Regions from separate parts of the Mus musculus genome. Here regions 1 and 3 are each linked to region 2. A link is a contact called in public Hi-C data. All regions are on one chromosome and are shown on one strand. Each heading gives the region's core, a stretch centred on a gene start, on an enhancer-like site or on the middle of the called end of the contact. The rest is flanking DNA. Distances are from core to core; before and after follow the strand shown. Region 1 overlaps Stag2 (stromal antigen 2). Region 2 holds the start of Stag2 (stromal antigen 2). Region 3 overlaps Xiap (X-linked inhibitor of apoptosis).

The links. Hi-C and Micro-C count contacts between places; a contact is called where the count stands out from the background.
Region 1: a contact with region 2 is called in a Hi-C map of CD8 T cells, with 3 times the contacts expected there. The contact joins the enhancer-like site here to the promoter of Stag2 in region 2. A contact is called at or near these places in 4 of 39 promoter capture datasets (the 3T3-L1 cell line, embryonic stem cells and pre-B cells), 2 of 15 datasets of contacts at CTCF or cohesin (CD8 T cells and pro-B cells), 64 of 484 Hi-C or Micro-C datasets (the AML12 cell line, B cells, the Ba/F3 cell line and 44 more), 18 of 115 datasets of contacts at active chromatin or transcription factors (the 230-238 cell line, CD4 single positive thymocytes, DN3 thymocytes and 13 more) and 3 of 9 other capture datasets (adipose tissue, liver and pancreatic islet).
Region 3: a contact with region 2 is called in a Hi-C map of liver, with 2.2 times the contacts expected there. The contact joins the enhancer-like site here to the promoter of Stag2 in region 2. A contact is called at or near these places in 3 of 39 promoter capture datasets (3T3-L1-derived adipocytes and liver), 13 of 484 Hi-C or Micro-C datasets (the 3T3-L1 cell line, the AML12 cell line, the G1E-ER4 cell line and 6 more), 7 of 115 datasets of contacts at active chromatin or transcription factors (the SCID.adh cell line, embryonic fibroblasts, embryonic stem cells and 2 more) and 3 of 9 other capture datasets (adipose tissue, liver and pancreatic islet).

Annotation. Positions count from the first base shown.
Region 1 is chrX:42,200,724-42,204,058 of GRCm38.p6, reverse strand. Stag2 (stromal antigen 2) reads right to left here. Exons shown (of 34, transcript NM_001290713.2): 2 at 2,065-2,204. The coding sequence starts at 2,108. Among named protein-coding and RNA genes, the nearest start is that of Stag2, 52 kb to the right of the region's middle. Within about 2 kb of position 1,433, at least 9 of the 459 cell types and tissues checked have an H3K27ac peak or open chromatin away from gene starts, as enhancers often do. A contact at or near this core is called in CD8 T cells, CD8 central memory T cells, DN3 thymocytes and 2 more, where this site is marked.
Region 2 is chrX:42,148,356-42,151,758 of GRCm38.p6, reverse strand. Stag2 (stromal antigen 2) reads right to left here and starts at 1,605. Exons shown (of 34, transcript NM_001290713.2): 1 at 1,468-1,605.
Region 3 is chrX:42,106,086-42,109,582 of GRCm38.p6, reverse strand. It overlaps Xiap (X-linked inhibitor of apoptosis), which reads right to left. Exons shown (of 8, transcript NM_009688.3): 8 at 1-3,497. Among named protein-coding and RNA genes, the nearest start is that of Xiap, 40 kb to the right of the region's middle. Within about 2 kb of position 2,237, at least 11 of the 459 cell types and tissues checked have an H3K27ac peak or open chromatin away from gene starts, as enhancers often do. A contact at or near this core is called in adipose tissue, hepatocytes and liver, where this site is marked.

The sequences.
Region 1 (3,335 bases), core at 184-2,683, 52 kb before region 2:
TCTACTAAATCAAGCTTCATAAAGAATCTAACTGGATTGCATATACATAAAATAGAGCTAAACAGATCTACTGGGCAATTTAAAGTCTTACTTTTAATTGAGACACCTCATGGAATTATCGCTTAATATAAAAACAGCTACTTAATATAAACACAGTGATGCACCACCATCTTTAATCCAAACACTTGAGAGGCAGACATGGACAGATCTGTGGTAAGTTGTAGACCAGCCAGGGCTACATAATTTTTTTAGACCTGGTCTCAAAAACAAACAAACAAACAAACAAACAAGTACACACCACATGTATGCACATAAAGTGACTCCTACAGAGACAGGGTCTCACTGCATAAGCCAGATAGACCAATATGTCAGCTATCCAGGCACCACGGCATACACTTGGCTCCCAGTGAAAAGAAAATACTGCATGAGCTATGTACTAGCTAGTTTTGTGTCAACTTGACACGCTGGAGTTATCACAGAGAAAGGAGCTTCAGTTGAGGAAATGCTTCCATGAGATCTGGCTGTAAGGCATTTCTCAATGATCAAGTGGGGAGGGCCCCTTGTGGGTGGGACCATCTCTGGGCTGGTAGTCTTGGGTTCTATAAGAGAGCAGGCTGAGCAAGCCAGGGGAGGCAAGCCAGTAAAGAACATCCCTCCATGGTCTCTGCATCAGCTCCTGCTTCCTGACCTGCTTGAGTTCCAGTCCTGATTTCCTTGGTGATGAACAGCAATGTGGAAGTGTAAGCTGAATAAACCCTTTCCTTCCCAACTTGCTTCTTGGTCATGATGTTTGTGCAGGAATAGAAACCCTGACTAAGACAAGCTACAATCCTCCCAATCCGCCCAAAGAGGGTGTTAGATCACCTGGAACCTAAATTACAGATAGCTGTTAAGTGACCATGTGAGTGCTGGGAACCAAACCTGGAGGCTCTGCAAATCAGTCCTCTCAACCACTTGCCATCTCTTCAGCCTCACAGTGTAGGTAACTTTTAAGACAGGATGGAAAAATAGAGGTAGGTGGCTCAAGTATTCAAACATCTTTTCTAGACCAGTATGCATATAACTTGTTTTTGCAACAAATAATTGAGATGTCTTATACTCATTTCATTTAATAACCAGACGACACTATAATCTAAATACTAATGTATGGTATCATTCCTTACTGACTGAAAAATTTAACATTTTAATAACCCGATATTCTTCCTCAAAACAACTAGTACCGTGTGGTAGTTTGAATGATAACGGCCCACATAGGCACATATGCTTGGTCTCCAATTACTAGCACTGTTTGAGACAGATTAGATGTAGTCTGGTTGGATGAGGTGTGCCACTGTGGGCTTTTGAAACCTCAAAGCCCACCCCAGACACAGGAAGTTTGTCAGTGTCTGTCTGTCTCAGCCCATATCTACCTATATGTCTGTCTGTCAGTCTCTCCCTCCCCCACATTCTGACTGCAGATCAGGATATCAAATGCTTAGCTACTGTGATAGCACCGTGCCAGTTTGCTTCCTGCCATGATGATCACAGACAAGCCCTCTAAAACTGTAAGCAGGCCTCCAATTAAATGCTTTTTTCATAAGAGTTCTGACATGATGTCTCTTCACCACAAGAAAACAGTAACTAAGGCATACTACAAAGCCAACAATGGATTCCAAATTGTGCGTTAAAAACCAATAATAGTAGAGGCTGGAGAGATGGTTCCATAGTTAAGAGCTCTTGCAGTGTTCACTTTCTAGGAACTCTAGCTCCAGGGAATCGGATGCTCTCCTCTGGCTTTAGTTGGCAACTGCATACACATGCACATACTCACATACAGACATATACACAAACATACAAGTGAAAATAAAATAAATATTTGTAAAATTAATACTAAGTTGTAGCATGTGTAAATTTTAAAAATAGATCCAAAATATTACAGAAGTGGCAAAAATAGAATTGAATGAGGACCAATAAAAAAAACTAACTTTCAAAACATGAGGTAATTTATATATTAAGATCTAAAATTAGTATTTCAATTTTGTGGAAAAAACATATGTAAATGTTATTATAATACACAGTACTTACTGCAGTAGATTAAAATCAGTTGGTATTTCTGGAGCTGCTATCATTTCTTTATCATCTTCTGGATCACCCCAATGTCAGAAATATATTCATATATTTATGTGAGTAAAATGACAGTGTGCTTCCTCTAAGAAAGACAGTTCCTTTAAAGAGAAAATGACATAGTCATTATAAATACACCACAAACATCAAGAAATATTCACACTCAAAAGCTTAATTCCCCAGTGTCTCTTAATGTGTTTTAGTAAAATAAGTATTTTGTTCTCTCCCATCTGTCTGGATGTTAAGAACTCTTACAGTAATAATACAACATCAAAGAAGATTGTATCATACATAATTTTGCTTGAAATTTCTCAAGACACAGTAACCTGAGGCTCCCCCAACCCCTGTCCATACATTAATCTATCCATGCATATGCCATCTTACACATAAAACATAAATATCACACATATACAAATAAGTATACACTAAAAAGAAATAGAATGTGGCTCTTACACATTTTTCTTAGGTCCTGAAGTCCTAAGAAAAGTTTAAATTATAATGTATTGTGCCTAAAATTTTTTAGCTTTTAATTGATGGTATCGTATCCAGACACGGTTTTTAAAAAGAGCTTTTTGTATCTTAAAACACTTTAAGGACAAGTTTCTCCATTCTTGATAAATCATATAATACAAAAGGCTTAGTTTACTAAAAAGAACCCTGTCATGATAATCCCATGCTGTGCCTGAAGTTAGTCTGAATAGCACTGGCCAATATGCTTGAGTGTGATCCTCAACAGAACAAATAAAAACAAGTCAGCAGAATAGAAGAATGCTACTTGTAGCTACCTATGGTGCTGTACACCTATAATCTCAGCACCATGAGTGTGAGGCTAGCCTAGGCTACATAAAAACATAACTCAAACAAAAAAAGACACTGGTTACCAAAATAAGTCTAAGTCTAGGCATGAGAAAGGGATCACGTCTAGCTTTGATAATCACAGGTGCATCTCCTAAATAAACAATGGTCTGCTATCAGTAACCAGTATATAACAAAGAGGGACAGGGCAAAAGGCTAAAGCATAAAATATAAAATGTGAAATCTTCTTTAATATTTATTAGTGTGTATATCAATAAGAGTGTCATGGGTGGAGGTCAGAGGACTTCTTTATGAAGGTGACTCCTTCCACCTTAATGTAAATTCTAAAAATCAAAGCCAAGTCCTCAGGTTTGAAGGCAAGTCCTTTCCCTGCTGAGGAATCTAACCTAACTATGGAACTTTTATTGTTGTTTTGT
Region 2 (3,403 bases), core at 356-2,855:
CACAAGCGTCTCCTTTACTTAAACCTAACCCCACAGATCAAAAGTTTCTGATAGACATAGCATAGAAGCTGGAAATAATCATTAAATCAAAAACCACGACCCTCAATTTAAAAACTACATACAGAAGAAAGGAGGAGGGAGAGGGAGGGAGTAGGCAACAACATAAAAAAACATCCTAGGCCACGGAGAAGAAAGTCTCCCAGACCGGATGAAACTACTAATGCAATATTAAAAATTCAAGTCGAGCACCAAAGCCCGAAAAAAAAAAATCACACGAGAACCCATTACCGTTGAGGATTAAAAATAAAATGACATATAACACCAAGGAGAAGAAACTAAATGCCGAAAGTACAGCGGTTTATCAAAAAAATAATAAAAAAAATCAAAACTAAAGGCAAAACAAGACATTGTCGCGGCGGGAGGGAAAGGGAAAAAAAGGCCGAAATCAACAATACGTTTACAATTCTAGGCCAGAAGAAAATGGGAACGGGGCTCAAAGTTTTGCGGAACTACTTGATGCTGTTTCCCACACCTTCTCTCTCCCATGGCCCAGCCGACCCTTTTTCTCCTAAAATTGTAGTCCGCAGATCTCCGGATACGTGAGAGAAGAAAAGAGAAAGTCGCCCTCAAGCAAGAATAAAAGTGTGGAGGGAAAACAGAGGCTGCCTACCTGGGGCAAGGATCAGCTCAGTTCGTGCCTTGAGAAAGACAGTGCGGGTGGGGGTGGGAACGAAAAAGCAGCACTAAAACTAAAACAAAAGTGGCGCCAAAACCCCCCAACAAACAGCCTTCCACTCCCGCCCTTCCCCCCCCTCCGCCCATGCCAGGCAGGCAGGGCCCCCTTCGGGGCAAGCTCTACGCGCTGGGGACCGACGCCGCCGGACCCCAAACGATTTCGAAAATTGGTGCCCTAAGAAAACTGACCGAAGTCGGGGCCTCGGGAAGGATGGAGAGATCGATGCCAACCGCTTTGCCCAAGCAGTTCCCCCACCACGCGCTGGAGATGATGGGGCGGGGGAGAGAAGCCGAGGGGCCCGTCACATGAATGTTGTTCCCTCTCTAGGAAGGGAGGAAGAGAGGGAGGGAGGGAGGGAGAGAGGGAGGGGAGGGAGGGGAGGGGAGGGGAGGGGAGGGGAGGGGAGGGAGGGAGGCAAGGAGGGGAAGGGAGAGGGGAGGGGGGACGAGGGAGGGGTGTGAGCAGAGTAGATTTTCCCTCGCCTCCCTCGGTCCGAGGCCCAAATAGACACAAACGAGCCTGCTCGGCCTCCCCTCCCCCCGGGTTCCCAGCACCACCATCTTGCTCGCTTCCTTCCCCGCACCACCACGGCGCGCTCTCCCACCGCCACCACCACCACCCCCCCTCCCCGCCACCACACGCCACCGGGCCGTGGCCTCCCCGGGTTTGCCCCTTTCTTCTCCACCCGTCCCCCCCCCGAATCCCGGCCAGGGATGGCACCCCCACCCCACCTCCAGTCTGGGGGGCTCTCGTCCCCCTCCACGGGCTGCTTAAGAGGCCCCGGGAGGAGAGGAAGCGAGCGAGCAGGCTACGCGGAGGCGCCGAGCCTCCATCTTGCGCCGCTGCGCGTTCTCCATTTTGGGCCACCCGTGGGGGGGGGAGCCCCCTCCGCCGAGGTCCCCGGGGGAGACTTGGGCGAGGGAGGCGAAGGGACAACCTTCCAGCGAGGGGAGTGAGAAGGGAGCGTCTTGCGCTAAAAAAGCGGCTCCGGGAGGAAGGAGGCGGGGAGGGGACGCAGGGGGCGACTGCAAGTTCCTTGGAAGTGTTGGGGTAGCGACTTGGGGACGGAGAGGACAGGCAGGGGGTGACGCGGGGCCGGGGCGACGCTGGCTCGCTCCCCGCCCGGACACGGCCACTCGCTCGCTCGCTGCCCCGCGCGGGGCCCCCTACGAGGCCGCGGCCCGGCCCCGGAGCGCCCGGCCTTCTCGGCTCCCTCCCGGCCGGCCGCACGCTCTCTTCGCCCGATCGCAAGCACACACACCTCACGGTGGGCCGCGCGCCCTCCGGGTGCCCCTCCAAACTTCTAGAAGCTTCGCCTCCGCCATTTTATAACTTACCTCCCCCCTCAGCGTCTACAGAGGCAGCAAGGAGACTGTTGGCCTCCCCCACTCCTTCCTTCTTTCTCAGGCCGGGGGCTTCTTCACCCCTGGGCTGGTACAAGATTTTTCCCCCTTCCTCTTCTTTCCACCCTTGAGTTCTACTGAGGGACGGAAGCTCCCGCGGGTCTAGAGCCGTGGGGGGGTTTGAAAGTGGCGGTCGGATCCGGCGGGGTGCTTTTTTTGTTTTGTTTTGTTTTTTTCCCTTTTTTCTGTATTTTTTTTCCTTTCTTTTTTTTTTCTTTTCTTTTTTTTTTTTTTCTTTCTTTTTTTTTTTTTTTTTTTTTTTTTTTTTGGTGGCGCTTCGGGATTGTTTGGGGTGTTCGCTCTTCGGCGACTTGGAGGCGAATGGAACGCGCAGGCGCCATCTGTCGGCCGCGAACCCGCGGCCCAGCTCCTGTTGGGAGGCAGCGGCATCTAGCGGCGGCGGGCTGCCATTGCGGCGCGCGCCACGCAGCCCTCCCACCCGCCAGCCTCCTCCCCGTGTCGCCGACCAATCGCCGCCGCCGGACTCCCCGCTTCCGCGGCTCGGACGCCTCCTGTGAACGGGGCGCCCGCAGGGGCGCGCCGCCGAGTGGGGTAAACAAGCTGGCGTGCCCGCGCCTCTCTTACTCAGCCGTTGGGACGCGCTTCCGCCCTGCGCGGACTGGCTGAGGGCCCACGGCGCCACCGAGGAGGTCGCCGAGAGGCCGGCGACAGTGTCCACTGGAGCCCCGCCGTGGGAATTCCGGGGCTTCAGCGGGCCGATCGTCCGGCTCCCCGCCCCCTGCGCAGCCCTGGCAGCCCTGCAGGCTAGCAGCACCCTTCAGAGCTCTCCAACACAACCCACCCCAGTAAAGGGCCACTTGTTCCCAGATCTCTGGTTTCCTCACGTCCTTTCCAACACTCCTCACACTTCCTCCCCAAAAGACCCAACTAGGCCACTTGATCCCAGCGAGAATGGATAGCTTGGCAATTTTGCTTGCTTTCTTTTTTCCTTCGAGTATGGTTTAAAGATTCTCTTTATCAGGAAGACTACGGGTGGGGGGAATTACATATAATTATACATATATATGTGTATGTGGATATATAGATATAATTTTCAACTCACTATTCCTGATCCATAAAAATGTGAGCTCCATACTCAAATTCTACTAGACTTAGGGAGCTGGACTACTAGGCTAATTGGCCGCTCAGCCGGTTTTATAGGTGACTTTTGGGGGCGGAAGAGGAGATGGGACCAGACAAAGTGGCGTGAAATCCACGTGCAAGGACAGGGTTAGCAGGGGACCTGTGGAGATTACTAGACACT
Region 3 (3,497 bases), core at 988-3,487, 43 kb after region 2:
TAGAGCAGAAAGCAATTCCATAAAGGAGTTTCCATAAACGAGTCATAAAATTATATTCACAAATATAGTACAACACATGACAAAAGAATTGGTCTTTTTTTTTTTCAGGTAAAGTATAACAAAAATGCCAAAACAGAAATTACACGAAAGCCATTATTACATCAAAATGCAAATTTGTTGGTAAGTATAGACAGTGATAAAATATACTTACAGAGTAATCTTAAATGCTCATTAATAATACATAAGCACATAGTAAATGCCAAACAGCTGTACTCACATCTGCAAATTTCAGCCTCCAAAAGAGAACTTTACCACTCAAGCATTACTGTCATATTGTTTAATTTGAAAGTATCAGCAACCGTCTTACTGTAGAAACTACAAAGCACCACTTACTGTGCCCTGATAAGAGTGTAATAGAATGAAGAGTTGACAAACACCTGAGACTTCCAGTAAGGAATCTATCACTAATCAGCTATATAGCTTCGGGCCAATCACCTTTCCTTTAAGTTGCCTCAACAATAAAATGAAGGTGGTGGTGGTAGTGTGAATAAGTGACTTTCTAAGGTCATTTCTAGCTCTGATAGTCAGTGATTTTATTATATAAGGAAGAAATCTACATTGCACTAAATGTTTCAGAGCCAAACTAAAATATTAAGATGGTAATAAGTTGACTGTTTCTATTGGAAAAAATTCGACTGAATTTAGTAAGAATACTTTCTCTAATTTTTGAAAAGGTAATTTAAATATTTTTAAAGGGTTGAACTATTTATTACAATTTATAGCTTTGTTACAAGAAGCATCCAGAGAAACAAATAATAGTGAGTAAAAGTTAACATAAAGAGTTTCATTTAAGCTTTAAAGATTACTTTTATTTTATGTGTACTTGTGTATGACTGTGTATGTATACACACATGCATGCACCCCTGAAGGCCAAAAGAGGGCACCAGAGCTACATGTGTCTTTGTCCATGTGGGTGCTGGGAACTGAACCTAAGTCCTCTGAAAAAGCAGCAAGTACTCTTAACTGAGTAATAGTTCTGGGCCTCTTTTAAGCTTTAGTCTAAGATCTTCCATCAAGACAAAGCCATGGAGGATTCTAAGTTGTAGGATGAGAGTTAACACTTAAGAGTATATAAGATGTTCTTGTGTTAACACTCTTGGTCTTCTCTCTTTTGTGTATGTGTCTGGGTGTAAGTGGTTACCTGCCATGTTACATGTGTGGAGGCAGCAGATAACTTGTGGATGTTGGTGGGCTCTCACCTTCCCACTTTGTTTACCATGGTGCCTCTTCATTAATACATAAGCCATTAACTGACCATGAGCTTTGGGGCATTCTCCTAGCTACTTCCTGTTTCATGTAGGCATTCTGGGATTACAGGTGCTTGGGCTAGTGCGCTCAGCTTTTTGTTTGTTTTGTTTTCTTTTATGAATAAGACAGGGTTCCCTGTCCTGGAACTCACTCTGTAGATCAGGCTGGCTTCAAACCCAGATATGTCTACCCCTGCCTCCCAAATGCTGGGATTAAAGGAGTGCACTAACCATGACCTGGCTGCTTTTATGCCCGTTCTGGGGATCTGAATTCAGGTTGTCAAGCCTATTTTTGACTAGTTCTTTCCTTCACTGATGGCTACCTTTTTAAAAAGAGAAGATGTGACTAAAATGTGAAGTATTTCTCTACCCACTTTCTTGCTTCTCTCATAGCAGTGACAGACAGGCTACTCCATCTCTCCTCTTCCTTTATCCAGTATCTGGGGACTCAGAAGTCCAGGAAGACTTAGGTCTAATGGGAACAATGCATGCAGCTAAGGTTGCAGTGGCACTTTCCATTCAGAGAGCTCAAAATATAAATCTTACTAAAATAAAAAACAGAGCAACACACTGTGACTAACAAGACAACAAACTGTCCTACCCCAGCGAATCACATTGTAGTCACTCCACTCACCTCACCTCTACCCCTAACTACAGGAAGAGGCAAAAGTCTAGGAGGAAAGACAATACTTTAATAAATGCTAAACACTCACACACATCTTGATCAACACAGTAAATAACAAATGAAAGTAACTATTACAAAATAACTTCAAAATTCACATGACTAATATGTAGTAAAACGGGTGGTTACTTCAAAATTCTAGAATGAACTTTATACAGCAAAAGACCATCAGCACGCAGACACTGAACTCTCTCAGGGGTGGTGATTCAGAGCCGGTTATTCTGTGACCTTCCGAGTGACCATTTTTTACACAACCATACTGGAAAGGATCCAGTACCTTTTTTTTTTTAGTGTGATTTCAGACCAGCTCTGCTAAGTCTCCAATAATTTGATTAGAGTTGGAGTGCTGTGATTTTAAGAACCCGAAGCAACAGCATTTTCTAAACAATTCCTAAAATAAACTTGTTAGCCACATCAGCTCCATGAATTCAATTTCGCAACTCATGAAGACAAGAAAAGAGGTCTTGCTTAACTCTCAGCACACAGGTTTTAAAAGAGTTTTAATGAACTGAGGCTCTGAGAACAAGAAAAGTGTTATTTGAAAACATTCAGTCCTTGAGTCCTAGGCTAAGGACTAGATTAAACAAACTACCTATATGACTTGTACCTGAAGTGCCTTGGAAACAATTTTTAAAACTATTCCCTGGCAGAATGCTTGAAATATAAATTGAAATTGAAATCTTAGTCAACTTAGATCAAATGTAACCTAATGATCATATAACTAAATCTAAGCAGAAGGCAGTATACAGAACTAAGGATTTTCATGAAGAAGACAGAGAGAGAGAGAGAGAGAGAGACAGTCAGTTACTTAATTCTGTTGGTTTCTATTTAAATTTGCAATTAAAATAACATCACTTACCATAGTAGTCAACAGAGGTTAGGAGAACCTAACAATACTCTTTCTCTTAGAAAATACAACAAAAAGTCTAAATTGTAACAGTTTCACTCTCAAACTGTTCTCTGTAGTAAAATAGACCAGTCTTTACAAGAGGTCTCTCATGATAATTACTTAAGGTAAATCCCGTGTTCTATGAAGCACTTTAGCTTTTGATTGTATTCATATTGACTTATACAAGTTGTTAAAAATATTCAAACAACCACTCTTCTCAGTATGTTACAATTTCCAAGGTTTTAAGGATCTTCAGAAAATATTTTTAAAGTATCCACTACCATTACTAGTCATGAAAACAAACAAACATAAAACAATCAAAGACTGAACATTTTGTACTATATACATCTTAACCATCCTAACATCGAAACCTACATGAAACTTGTAGGACACAGAATGACACTGAGAAAGAATCTCAACACGGAGAGCCAACACTAAAACTACAAGCCATATACACCAGGCGTCTACATTTACCTACGTAAGCGGACAGATGGTTACAATACTGGGTTAACAAAGATCTTTTAGTAAAGTGACTTAGGCAGGCTTCAACTAGCAAGGATTAAGGGTGAATCCTTACTAATTAATTGGAAGATCTGAGACATATTTTATATTTCATTTT